Regions from separate parts of the Zea mays genome. Here regions 2 and 3 are each linked to region 1. The links are chromatin contacts, called in public Hi-C maps. All regions are on one chromosome and are shown on one strand. The core of a region is the stretch at or near the end of the contact, and the rest is flanking DNA. Distances in the headings are between cores, read along the strand shown. Region 1 holds the start of LOC100281890 (PCB2). Region 2 holds the start of LOC103634826 (nuclear pore complex protein NUP93A). Region 3 holds the start of LOC542722 (superoxide dismutase 4).

Region 1 (4,395 bases), core at 706-3,205:
TATACATATGACCTATCTTTTAAGCTAACACTATAGAGTTGGTTGTGGGTCCCTCTAGAGAGGTGTGACATTCTTATGTATTACAACCGAGTAACACTTAGACATACCAAGAGCCCGTTTAGGCAACTTTTTCTGAAGAGCTTTACTAAGAATTTGGATTCCTAAATAATCTAGCTATCAAGAGAATCTAGTAATCACAGGACTTGCATACAAAGAAAGATGAAGGGGTCTGCAAATTTAGGGTTTAGACGGCGATGGATTCCTCTTATCACTATGACTTGATATATTATGCTTTTACGTTGATTCAAGGGATTTTCACAACAACCATTCTCATAGATATAGACTATGAAACAAAGCATTCGATTATTAAAAACCCGTTATAACGGCCAAGGTACATCCAACAAAAAGAGACCATGTCCCTTATTCTCATGGGCTTCGAACCCCAAAGAGTTCAAAGCCCAATCGGTTTCATGAGGCATGGCCCTTTTAGGACTTAAGGAGCAGCGAAGGTCTCCAAACATCTATGTGGTTAGTGCTTGAGGGAAGAACTGCCTCAAGTAAATGTAATCATCATAACACCCTAAGACACAAGTCTTCATAACACCCCTAAAATCTTGATCAGCAAAGAGTATACATGATCCTGCAAAACACTATATTGTAATGTAGATTATACAGTTTAAAATAGTGAATCAGATCGAGAAACTGGAGACCACCTTATAGCATGTTTGTTTGTTAAAGGGGAATAAAGCCCTTGAACATGTTTGTCTGAGGTACATCATTAGAGAATATTTAATTGAGGTGTATGTTTTAAAGATTTTCTAAAAAGTTCTTGACTGCGAGGAACTAATTATAGCATTTCAATGAAGTTAAGTTCACAAAAGCATTTTTTTAGTTTTCATGTAAACTCATCCTTTCAGAGTTTCTGCAGTAAAGGAGGAACTTAGGCTACCCAGGGACTTAAATTATTCTAGCCTTGGCCCCGTCCCCGAGTTTTGAACGCTTGTACGGTACAAAAATCCAGATTCAAAGCATTCCTGTATCAAAAATCCTCAGATATTCTTAAAAAAAGATATGACATCGACACAATCCATCCAGAATACGAACACATCAACCTTTATGAGGTGGATCGCCCTCAAATGAATGATGCTGCAAAGACTTGCGTAAACTATATAGCAATGAGAATCCAGCCGAGTACAAAAATATGTTTGTTGCATTAAAAAATGCAGTATGTGTTTGGCCTCAGATTAGCATTTTGGCACATTAATCTTAGTCGCCGATAACTCGGGCAAAAGATTACCCGAAGCGCAAAATAGTTACCGAGACTCATGCCATACGCTGTCATCACCGGCAACGACATCGAAAGCCAACCCGCACATCAAACCAATCCAGCAAAATCCATAGTCGCTTAACTGTTTAGAATATGGACACGAGAAAAATAGGCGTTCGAGAGGGGGGGACACGAGAAAATCTATCCAACTCCCCGGAGATGTTGAAACGTATCGACAGGGAAGCGAAAAATCGGGAGGAATCAAACCTCAATGAAAACGGATCGACGGGGAAACAAAGAAAGGAACGAAACAGTGCCCCGAGCGATCCTAGTTGAGAGATGGAGGTCGGAAGTCTCTGGAGGTTGAAAGAAGCCGCAGCAGCACCCAGCAGACCAAGGTAAGAAACGGCGGCGGCGGCGGAAGCTAGGGCTTCTTCTGCGGAGACCGAAGAGGCGAAGAGTCACTAGCACTACGTCTCGCCTTTATTACGCTTCTGAACGTTGGGCTCTGATGGGCTACGTTCTGTGGTGGGAATCTTTGACTGCGAACCGGCCCATGGACTGAGAAAGATTTGGGCCCAAAACCACAGTCCTCGTCTTCTGTCGGAAAAAAGATCGCAAATGAAACGACCCCGCAGCTGACGTGATGTGATCCATCTGTTGCCCTGCTCTGCTCACCGGATTCCCCCCGACCTCGCCACCGCCACAAACGCTGTCCAGCTCCTCGCACTCTGACACTCCCTCAATCTCCCTCCTTCCCGTCCACGTCGCTCGCCGTTCCGCCTCCCGCATTCCGTCCAACACCCCCGCCGCCACTACCATGGCGACCATCCTCCTATCCTCCCGCCTCCCAACCACCGGTACAGCCACGCCGTCGCCCACCCGCCCCGCTCCGCGGTTCCTCTCCTTCCCCGGGACCGCCATCCGACGCCGCGGCCGGGGCCCGCTCCTCGCCTCCTCCGCGGTCTCACCGCCCGCGCCGGCTTCGGCGGCGCAGCCCTACCGCGCGCTGCCGGCCTCGGAGACCACGGTCCTCGTCACGGGCGCCACGGGCTACATCGGCCGCTACGTCGTCCGGGAGCTCCTCCGCCGGGGCCACCGCGTGCTCGCCGTGGCGCGGTCCCGGAGCGGCATCCGCGGCCGCAACTCCCCCGATGATGTCGTCGCGGACCTCGCCCCCGCCCAGGTCGTCTTCTCCGACGTCACCGACCCGGCCGCGCTGCTCGCGGACCTCGCCCCGCACGGGCCCGTCCACGCCGCGGTCTGCTGCCTTGCCAGCCGCGGCGGCGGCGTGCAGGACTCGTGGCGCGTCGACTACCGCGCCACGCTGCACACGCTCCAGGCCGCGCGCGGGCTCGGGGCCGCCCACTTCGTGCTTCTCTCCGCCATCTGCGTCCAGAAGCCGCTCCTCGAGTTCCAACGCGCCAAGCTCAAGTTCGAGGAGGAGCTGGCCGCGGAGGCCGCGCGGGACCCCTCCTTCACCTACAGCGTCGTGCGCCCCACGGCGTTCTTCAAGAGCCTCGGCGGCCAGGTCGACATCGTCAAGAACGGCCAACCGTACGTCATGTTCGGCGACGGCAAGCTCTGCGCTTGCAAGCCCATCAGCGAGGAGGACCTCGCCGCCTTCATCGCCGACTGCATATACGACCAGGACAAGGCCAACAAGGTGCTGCCCATTGGCGGGCCGGGGAAGGCGCTCACGCCGCTGGAGCAGGGGGAGATGCTGTTTCGGCTGCTCGGGCGCGAGCCCAAGTTCATCAAGGTGCCCATACAGATCATGGACGCCGTTATCTGGGTGCTCGATGGATTGGCCAAGCTGTTCCCGGGGTTGGAGGACGCCGCCGAGTTCGGCAAGATTGGCAGGTACTATGCCTCGGAGAGCATGCTGTTGCTGGACCCGGAGACCGGGGAGTACAGCGACGAGAAGACGCCCAGCTACGGCAAGGACACGCTCGAGCAGTTCTTCCAAAGAGTGATAAGGGAAGGGATGGCGGGGCAGGAGCTTGGCGAGCAGACCATCTTCTAGGCCTTCTCCATTACCAGTTTCCGGGAGAAAGAAACTTGTAGTAGATTATATGCCGACAATGTACTTGTAGAGATGTGAGCTTTTTGACTTGCTGATGATGTAAACACGACTCGCGATTCAATCATACCAAAGTATGATGATTGTCTAATTTGGAGGAAGAGAAATGTTTTGACTTGTTGCTTCAAAGAAGCTGATATCTTGTCTGCACATAATACATGTTTTCGCCCACAGTTTCTTAAGAGAGAAACCGAGAGTCTCTCGCAAATATGCAGAGTCTCTCACGGTGGTGTTGGTGTACATATATAGGAGTTGTTTCTAAGAGTTCTACATAAATACAATATGGATTTAAACTAGATTCTTGTTTATCTCGAAGCATCTCAAAGGGATTAGCTAAATGACTTGTCGAACCAAATTTTAGCTTTCCAAATTGACCCGTCTCTAGCTAAACTTGGCTAGCCACTCCGGCTAACCAAACTAACTTGCCTATTCGAGAGTCTGTTGAAATGCTACATATTTTAATACATAAATAAAGAGTCAAATAAAGATTTAAAAATAAAGTCCGTTGGAGATGCTATCATAAACGAAACATCTATTTAGTTACAACTCTTCATAATATCTCAACAGCCTCCCTTAATCTTCACCTTCTCTAATCTAGATTATACTTAGAATTTTCTATTAATCTTACATGTAAAGCTTCAGTAAATCCATCGACCACTTAATCATTTGAGAAAAAATCAATATCAACCATTCTTTTAAAAACTCTTTCTAAAAAAATGATAATCTCTACTACTATTATGTGAGCACTGTAGGCGTCCATCTCGCGGTGCACACGTTCTGCCGCTCCGCGCACGCCCGCGGCCGAACGCTCCCCGCACCTTCATCCTCCGCGCAGCCACGCATCCACAGCCGTGATTCCCGCCGCCCCGCCGCGCTCACCTTCCAGCCCGCGGCCGAACGCTCCCCCGCACCTTCCATCCTCCGCGCAGCCACGCATCCCGCAGCCGCGATTCCCGCCACGCTCACCTTCCATCCCCGCGCTCTCCCATCGACGTCGATGCTCATCCTCCGCGCAGCCACAGCCGCGATTCCCGCCGCCCCGCCG
Region 2 (4,067 bases), core at 728-3,227, 280 kb after region 1:
GCTGTTCAATGTTCTGACGTGGTGCAACCACTTGCTTTGTCTCAGATCTTTCAGTCTTTCACATAAACTCTACATTTTGTAAATTACATCCTACATCCAAGTAGACTTCAGGATAGGTCCTCTGTTTCTTATCGGCCATGGTCCAAAAGGAAGCCCATACTATCATAAAACAAACTTTGCAGTATCACTGACTTGTGCTTATCCTTTTTTTTTTGTCTTACCACAGAAACGAAGGTTCGTCACTCATGCAGCTAAGAGCAAGAGCGAAAAGTTCCCTCCCCCACATCAAGATGGTGCGGTTGGTGTCCCTTTGGACACTTCAAATCATATGGACCCACTATATGAGCCTCCAGACCCGTCTTCCTTCAGCACTGTGTTCACGCACGAGAAAGGCGCTGTGCCTACTTGGTCCGGACCATTGGTTGATCCTGCTGCAGTGGTGAACCAAAAGCGGAAGCACAAGTTTGGGCGCTCATCGAAACAACCGGCCACTGCCCGTGCTCGGTAAGATCCTAAGGATCAATATTTACAGGTAAAAAAAAGGAGACTTCAACATGGGGGAAATGCTCCATGCAGCTGTTTTGCAAACGAAAAATGCAATGATAATGTATTTTGTTGGTTACCTGTTGTCATGTGAGTGATTTTTTTTCTAGACATCATGTATAGGCTGGGGAGGGAGTTGAAGTAGTTAGTTCTGTATATTAGGTTTTCTTTCCTGCTCTTTAAGCAGCTGCGTTTGATGTTAGATTTATTTGAATGGAAGCTTAGATCTCTAGCGTTTCACTACACCCCTTTCCATTGTAACAGTCTGTTGCCTGCATAATCAGTTATCAATTCAACGCAAATTTTCAATCGGATGTTTTGGTGAAAAGTTGGTGGATTCATGAACCATGACATGTATCACATTGTAAGCTGGAGTAATATTCCTAAAATTTCTGAATTTGTATTGTTGATAGAGAGATTGAATCTGTGTGGAGCTTTGGTGACTCAAACCTCCTCATGACTACAGAAGGTCTGTTTTCGATCAATTGAATTGTACACGGAAGAATATAGAGGGGTAATACTATCTCCAACAGCTTTCCTATCTTATTCTCTATTTCAAACTTTACTTTACGAACAGTGTTAAACAGTGTCATCTATACCGCGTCCTCTATTTTATATGGTCTATCAAAGGCAGCCAAATATTCTGAAATTAGAGGGGAAAAAGAGAACATATCTTGTGATCAAAGGGGTAATAATGCTTACGTGCATATTTTAAATATGAAATGATCATCTTGAATCTAATAACACTGCTACTTTTATGAAAATCCCATCACGCCATAAGAGAGAGGTGGACGGGACTCTTTATAAAATTGCTAATGTTGTTAGATGCAAGATAAACGTCGCAAAATTAAAATACCCTGTTTTAGACAGTAGTACTGTTTGAGACGATTATAGAAACTAGATCCTAGAAAAATAGTGTTAGAAGGTATTTTAGATTGCATTCCGTAGGTCTCAAAATAAATGCTCATCTTGTATGTCAAGAGATCAAGACTCACAATAAATGCTCATGTTGTATTTCAACAAGTCAATTAATCTTGATTTTAACTAAGTATATAAAAATATTTATATTTACAATATTAAATAAATATTATTACATTAATCACGTCGTATGTTTTGTATAGTAAATTTTGTTTAGAGATACAAATGTTTATGGTTTTTATAAATTTAAGGCTGATCGTCTCCACAAAGTTTGAGATAAACAGTGGACAGAGGAAGCACTGTTCAAGAGTCAGGAACAAAGGTAACGACAATTTGCTCCAAATCCTCGAATCTAAACCCGGGCTAAAATGGGCCTTCGCTAGGCACGTTGTACGGCTATTAGACTCAAGCCCAAAAGTTCAACTCCACAGCCCAGGATGGCTACAGGCGATGCGCGTGATTCAAGCCCCAGCCCAGCAACCATTTCAGCAGAACGCTCCACCGCTTCTCCGAAAAGGCAAAAACCCCACAGCTCGAGCGCCGCGCCGGAAGCCTGCGCCCCCGAAACCACGAGCGTAAACCCTCCTAGTCCGGCGGTGATGGCCGGCGTCGGTGGCAGCGGCGGTGGAGGTGGGGACGACGCGGAGATGGGCGGTTGGACGGGGCTTCTCCACTCCTCCACGAAGCTCCTCGAGCAGGCGGCGCCAACCCCGCACTTCCCTCCCCTTCAGGTGCGCGCCCGACGCCGTTCTCGTTTCCTTCCGCGCGGCTTCTCTCCCTTCCTCGCCGCCAACGCCGGCTACACTTATTCCTGCTGCCTCTAACGGGTTCGTTTCTGCTGCTCCAGAGGAATCTGGACCAGCTCGAGGCGCTCTCCACCAAGCTCAAGGCCAAGACCATCCGCTCTGAGGCTCCGTCACAGTCGCTCTCCGCCACCAGGTAGATAAATATCCGGAACCCACTTGATTAGCCTGGGATCCTTTCTGTGCATTGCCTTCTCTATTTTGCCTGAATTACAAGTGCCGCTTCTATAAGTCTGTGAGGACTTAGGGTTTGGGCTGCACTTCTGCAGATTGTTAGCACGCGAGGGGATCAATGCTGAGCAGCTCGCCAGGGACCTCAAGTCATTCGAACTCAAGGTAACGGATGAGCCGGAAATAGTGCATTTGGCACCACATTTCGTTTAGTGATATGACTAGTTTCAGTAGTGTTAAAAATATTTTTTGAGGTAAAGAGGTGTTAAAAGGTCGAGCAATTGATTTGGTTTAATAGAGTATTACTATTTAGGTTTATTTGAAAAAATAATAGGATATGGATTTTACAGAAGCATTGCCATGATTTACATGACTATCTAGTTGTACTGGAAGCTGCTTCCTAGTTCCTAGGATCCCCCTTAAACACTAGTACTCTTTATACATGGTGCTATAACATAAGAAAACACAAGAAATGGACCGAAAAGACAGTTTGCGACTTGCGAGTATTATAAGGACGTAAATTTGGCTGGCATGCACACCCAAGGTCTTAAGAGAATAATATTCGGGGGTTTGTTGACACAAGTTTTCTAAAGGAGTTGAATAATCAAGCAGCTTAGTAGGTTTGCGGTTTATAAGATATGCAGTGGCAACAAAAGCTTCATTCTAGAACTTTAGAGGCATAGATGCATACACAAGCAAAGATAGGCCAACCTTAACTATATGACAATGTTTTATCTCAGTAGGACCTTAACTACATGACACTAGATGTGTTATGCCCATTTTGGTGAAAAACGAGTTCAGATGTTGATACTCGCCTCCCTAATTAGTTTGGATTGGACAACAATTATTTTGGTGTTGAAGTGATGCTCAACCATATTCTGAAACACAACAAATTTTTTGAAGACTTCAGACTTGAATTTGAGCATGCAGACCTAGGTAAACTTGCTAAAATCATCTATAAAATTGACATAATTTTTTCGATCAGCTGAATCAGGAGCAGGTCACTATACATCAGAGAACACAAGTTCATGAGGTTTAAATGAAACACTGTTGATATAGAATATGAGAGCTGATGACTCTTTGCCTGTCGATAGGTATTATAGACCAACTCTTTAACTCACTAGAACAAGAAATTTTATTTTGACTGACTAATTTTTGAACAATCTAAAAGGATAAATGACCAAAGCAACTATGCACCGGCGAGGGGACATCTTGATGGCGCCAAGATCCCCTCATTGGAGGCTTGGTAAGGGATAGAGACCATCTTCATATCTAACGCAAAGTAGAACCTTCCTCGTGCTCAGATCCTTAATCAGAAAATGATAAGAAAAATATTCAAGTGTGACATAGTTGTCTTTAAAAAATGATGGACATAAATTAGATTCTTTGTAGCATGAGGAACATGCAAAACATTATTGAGATGCAAGGTTTTCACAGGGGTGTTAAAAAAACATGACCAATGTTGTTAATGTTCATACCTGCCCCGCTGGATGTGATGATCTGATCTATGCCCTTGTACTTGTTCTAGACCGTCAGCTTGTTTAGATCAGACATGATGTGATCAGTCGTAGCCGTGTCGAGGTACCAGTTGATGCCGACACCATAGCCATGAGTGGACGCAGCAGTAGTCTT
Region 3 (3,990 bases), core at 1,273-3,772, 290 kb before region 1:
ACACAAAAGCGGACACAAATAATATCATTACCCTTTCCAAGATCATCGGGATCAGCGTGAACAACAACAGCTCTGCCAATGATTGAGTTTGGCCCAGTCAGTGGGATCTGAAGAAAAATCAATAGCCGTGTTAGGGAGAAGGCTAGGGCGACATAGGAATCATGAGGGTCTAAATGTCTGATTACCTGGCTGTCGGTAACATTAATGTTTGCAACACCTGGCAGCAGAGAAACAAACTCAGTGACAAGATAGTATGTTATCATATGCACAGCATGTGAATGGAATTACGGACTGTGGTTAAAGGATCACAGAAGTAACACAGCTTCCTTAGCCCAAGTACTAGCAACCAGTTACTACATGGGCATGTAGAACAGATCAGAAAAAGAAGGGCAGAGATCTTTACCATCTGCTCCAGCTGTCACATTTCCAAGATCACCGGCATGGCGGTTCTCATCTTCTGGTGCTCCATGTTCCTTGCTCGCAGGATTGTAGTGTGGTCCTTAATTACCAGACAAATTCACCAACAAGTAGAAAGTTCAATGGTCGATAACTTAGCACACATCCTGATCACATAAGCAAGCCAAACTAAAAGAAGCGTAAATACCAGTTGACATGCAGCCATTGGTGGTGTCACCAAGTGCATGCACATGGAACCCATGGAGGCCAGGCTTGAGGCCAGAGACACTTCCGGTGACAGTGGTAGGGCCTAACAATAGATCCAACCAACCAGAGTCAAGAATGCGAAGACGACAATTCAATCGAATATAAAATACTAGATCATAGAATATGAAATGTCTTACCATCTCCCTCTTGGGTGAAGAAGATGGTGCCCTTGACACCATCGCTGCTACCAAGCACAGCAACAGCCTTCACCATTGTTTATGTGATCTGCAAACAAGTCCACAAGTAACAGGGCCATTTCAGTATGGGTAAAAGTAGCACAAACTAAAAGCGAGCAGTAAGATATGTCAGTACATTTTAGTACCTCCTCAAATTATAAGTCATTCCAACTTTATTGGAGAGTCAAAGCATCTCAAGTTTGACCAAATTTTTATAATAAAAAATAACATTTATGTGACCAAATAAGTATCATTAGATTATTCATGAAGTATATTTTCATAGTATACCTATTTAATGTCACAAATCTTTGTAATACTCTATAATTTTAATCAAGCTTGATATGCCTTGACTCTCCAAGAAAGTTGGAATGTGTTATAATTTGGAATGAAGGGAGTAGATGTTAACCCCTAGATATATAGCATCTACATAATCTCATCGTAAGTGGAAGATGGAACATTTTGAGCAAAATACATGAGCTATGCCTTCATTTGTGACATCGTCAAGATATCAAAAGTGAATCAAGAGGAAATATGACACTCACTATGTTGCAAGTGACTGTTTCTGGTTCTCCACGTAATAGAGACCAGGCATGTACACTCATTCAAGATAACCAAAAACTGTATGACCTTTCACACATGAAGAATTGAGTCTAGGAGAATCACACCACACAATTGGGAACACATAATACACACAACTTAGATTCTCGAAACAGAACTTCAAAATTTTAATCATGAAGGTAGAAGTGATTTCTACTGGCCACCTTGCTAGTAGTCATCCTACACATCCCCTGACAAACCATAACATGATATGGATACCTAAACTTAGCTGATCAAACGTGCTCCAAATAGCTAATCTCAACAGGAAGAAATCATGATTCTATGACATCTGAACTTCTAGAAGTTAAACCGCATGATTCAGTCACGCTTTTTCTTGGCACAAATAGCGATACCAGTACGGTACGGCCTTTGAAATATCATTCTTTCATCAGGTATTCTTGGTCAGGGTGAAGCTGAAGGTTTAATGGTGATCCGGTTCATCAAAGCTAAAAACAACAGAAAACCGAAAAAATAATATAGCTGACACTTCCACAACAGTCTACGTAGCAACAGGAGACACTACCAGTCCACCACGAGTAGCACAAAGATATACACACGACCATTCATCCCAGAACAAGCAACAAGACTAAACAAAGGAACTAACATGACACGTATCTAGCGCTCTCAAAGTGCTTAATCCGATGGAACGAAGCAAATCGAGTCCCACTACTTGTGACGCCCAGATGGGCTCATATATAGGATGTAAGATCTGACTCAACGATCAATCGGAAGCTAACGGAAGCGGAAAGGGGGGAAACAAATTAGAAGTGGAACCGCACCACCGATCTGAGATCCAACTGCAACTCGTCCGGGGTACAGAGTGAGGCGATCGAAATGCCAGGGATCCGTGAGGGTTTTGGTAGGTAGCATACCTCAGGCGACCCCCGCGGCGAGGAAGGGATGGATAGGAAGGCGACGGCTTTGGAGTCTTGCGCTTCTGGATAGTTCTCTTCCGAGACTGGGGGTAGTTGGGGCCTTGGGGGCTGCGACGAGGTGGAGGAGCGGGATGCGCCGTGCGCGCCTGTGTGCTGGATTTGTAGGCGCAGCCGGACAGAGCAGTCAAGTTGCGTTGCTTCCTCGACGACCAGCAGGTTCTCTCTATTACACCATTATCACAATCCCCAGAAATACTGGTTGAATACGAAGTAAAAGTTATTTCAACAGTTTTCTTATATTATAGTTTTGAATTTATCCGGTTGCTGCTGGCTCTCATGAATATTTAGTGTGAGAAATATTTTTTTTACTAAACTGAAATAAATCACTCATGGACGATATATATTCGATGCATTCATGTTGTTCATTTTATTTTTTTGTTAGTTATGTTTCGGTACGTCGCTACTGTTTTTATTTATGCTCTTATGCTAGAGCATATAGTATAAACACAAAGAAATATGTATCTTGTTAGAGAGTGGATAAGATCGTGGTTTTGGAATCAACAACCACGTTGCAAATTTTCATTTCAGTATAATTTTAGTTTTTAACATTTAAATATGGGAAGTACAGAGAGATGAATAGAAGCGAAAGAGTAACACACAACGACAGTGTTCAGTATACATATTTTTGTGCATTGCAAATGATATTATATCTAAATGTCTTTAGAGTTTTGCCGTCCTAAAAAGATAGAAATGATAGGTTTGTTGCACATCTCATATTCGAATCCTAAACTCTTCCATCAACAATAGAGATGTGAGCAAAATATAATATACTAGCTCCCAATTCGGATCATCAGTTTGCCTAGTCTTTGACTCACAAGCGCATAAGTCCATTCAATTTAGTTCTAAGTCAAAATCAGCCCAAAACCAACTAAAAAAGGGATAAACCTTGGAAAAGATGAACTACACCTAGTTCTACACTTTGGATAAGTTCAAAACACTCATAGAGACCTAATTGATACATCCAAGGAGGTTGGTCAGCTCAATTTGAACAAAACACTATTTTAGAGTTATTTTGAGCCAAAACAGGAATATAAGATAGAGAAATCAGTTCAAATTTCGTGACTTAGACTAGTTGGATAGGTTGTAAATATGTTTTGTCTAAGTCATGGAAGTGTCCAAGAGAAAAGCTAAGTCAAATGAAAGAAGAAATACCCAAGTTTGGTCTTGTTTTCTCTTTTTTGGCGTACTAGTGGCGCACCAGACCTCTTACTCAGGAAGGGTGTTTTTAGGCTTCGGAGGCTTGGCACACCAGACCGTCTACACAGAGAGCATATAAACTAGCACTTTTGAGCCGGCACACAAGTGGCTCACCAGACCACCCGACAACAGCCAACAATCAGCTGACAGGCTTCAACGTTAACCTACCTGTCATATTATTCATGGTCCGGTGGCGCACTAGACAAGCACTGTTCACAGGCGGGTGGACCACTGCGCAGACAACTTTTGGGCAATTTTTTTCCAATGATTCATTTGGTAGTTGAGGGCTATAAATATCCCAACCAGGATAATGAAGATACAAGACTCACTCAAACCTACTACACGTTAAGTGCAATCTCTAATATCATCCAGAGCTAATTCTGCGTCGTGTTTGATCCGAATTGCATTTGAGAGACTTAGCG

What was found. A called contact is a pair of places that touch in the nucleus more often than the background predicts.
Region 2: a Hi-C map of endosperm shows a contact between it and region 1, with 4 times the contacts expected there. The contact joins the promoter of LOC103634826 here to the promoter of LOC100281890 in region 1. A contact is called at or near these places in 6 of 25 Hi-C or Micro-C datasets (bundle sheath, ear, endosperm and 2 more).
Region 3: a Hi-C map of bundle sheath shows a contact between it and region 1, with 2.2 times the contacts expected there. The contact joins the promoter of LOC542722 here to the promoter of LOC100281890 in region 1. A contact is called at or near these places in 4 of 25 Hi-C or Micro-C datasets (bundle sheath, ear, leaf mesophyll and 1 more).

Annotation. Positions count from the first base shown.
Region 1 is chr1:60,003,559-60,007,953 of Zm-B73-REFERENCE-NAM-5.0, reverse strand. LOC100281890 (PCB2) reads left to right here and starts at 1,955. Exons shown (of 1, transcript NM_001154810.3): 1 at 1,955-3,523. The coding sequence starts at 2,088. The coding sequence ends at 3,293. It overlaps LOC103634874 (a long non-coding RNA gene), which reads right to left and starts at 1,731. Exons shown (of 2, transcript XR_556976.3): 1 at 1,535-1,731; 2 at 1-640. It also overlaps the pseudogene LOC100273629.
Region 2 is chr1:59,719,802-59,723,868 of Zm-B73-REFERENCE-NAM-5.0, reverse strand. It overlaps LOC103634826 (nuclear pore complex protein NUP93A), which reads left to right and starts at 1,977. Exons shown (of 15, transcript NM_001360139.1): 1 at 1,977-2,192; 2 at 2,309-2,400; 3 at 2,534-2,600. The coding sequence starts at 2,061. It overlaps LOC100281653, which reads left to right. Exons shown (of 7, transcript NM_001154572.2): 7 at 227-785. The coding sequence ends at 508.
Region 3 is chr1:60,289,568-60,293,557 of Zm-B73-REFERENCE-NAM-5.0, reverse strand. LOC542722 (superoxide dismutase 4) reads right to left here and starts at 2,522. Exons shown (of 8, transcript NM_001112234.2): 1 at 2,309-2,522; 2 at 801-888; 3 at 605-706; 4 at 404-499; 5 at 186-217; 6 at 32-107. The coding sequence starts at 876.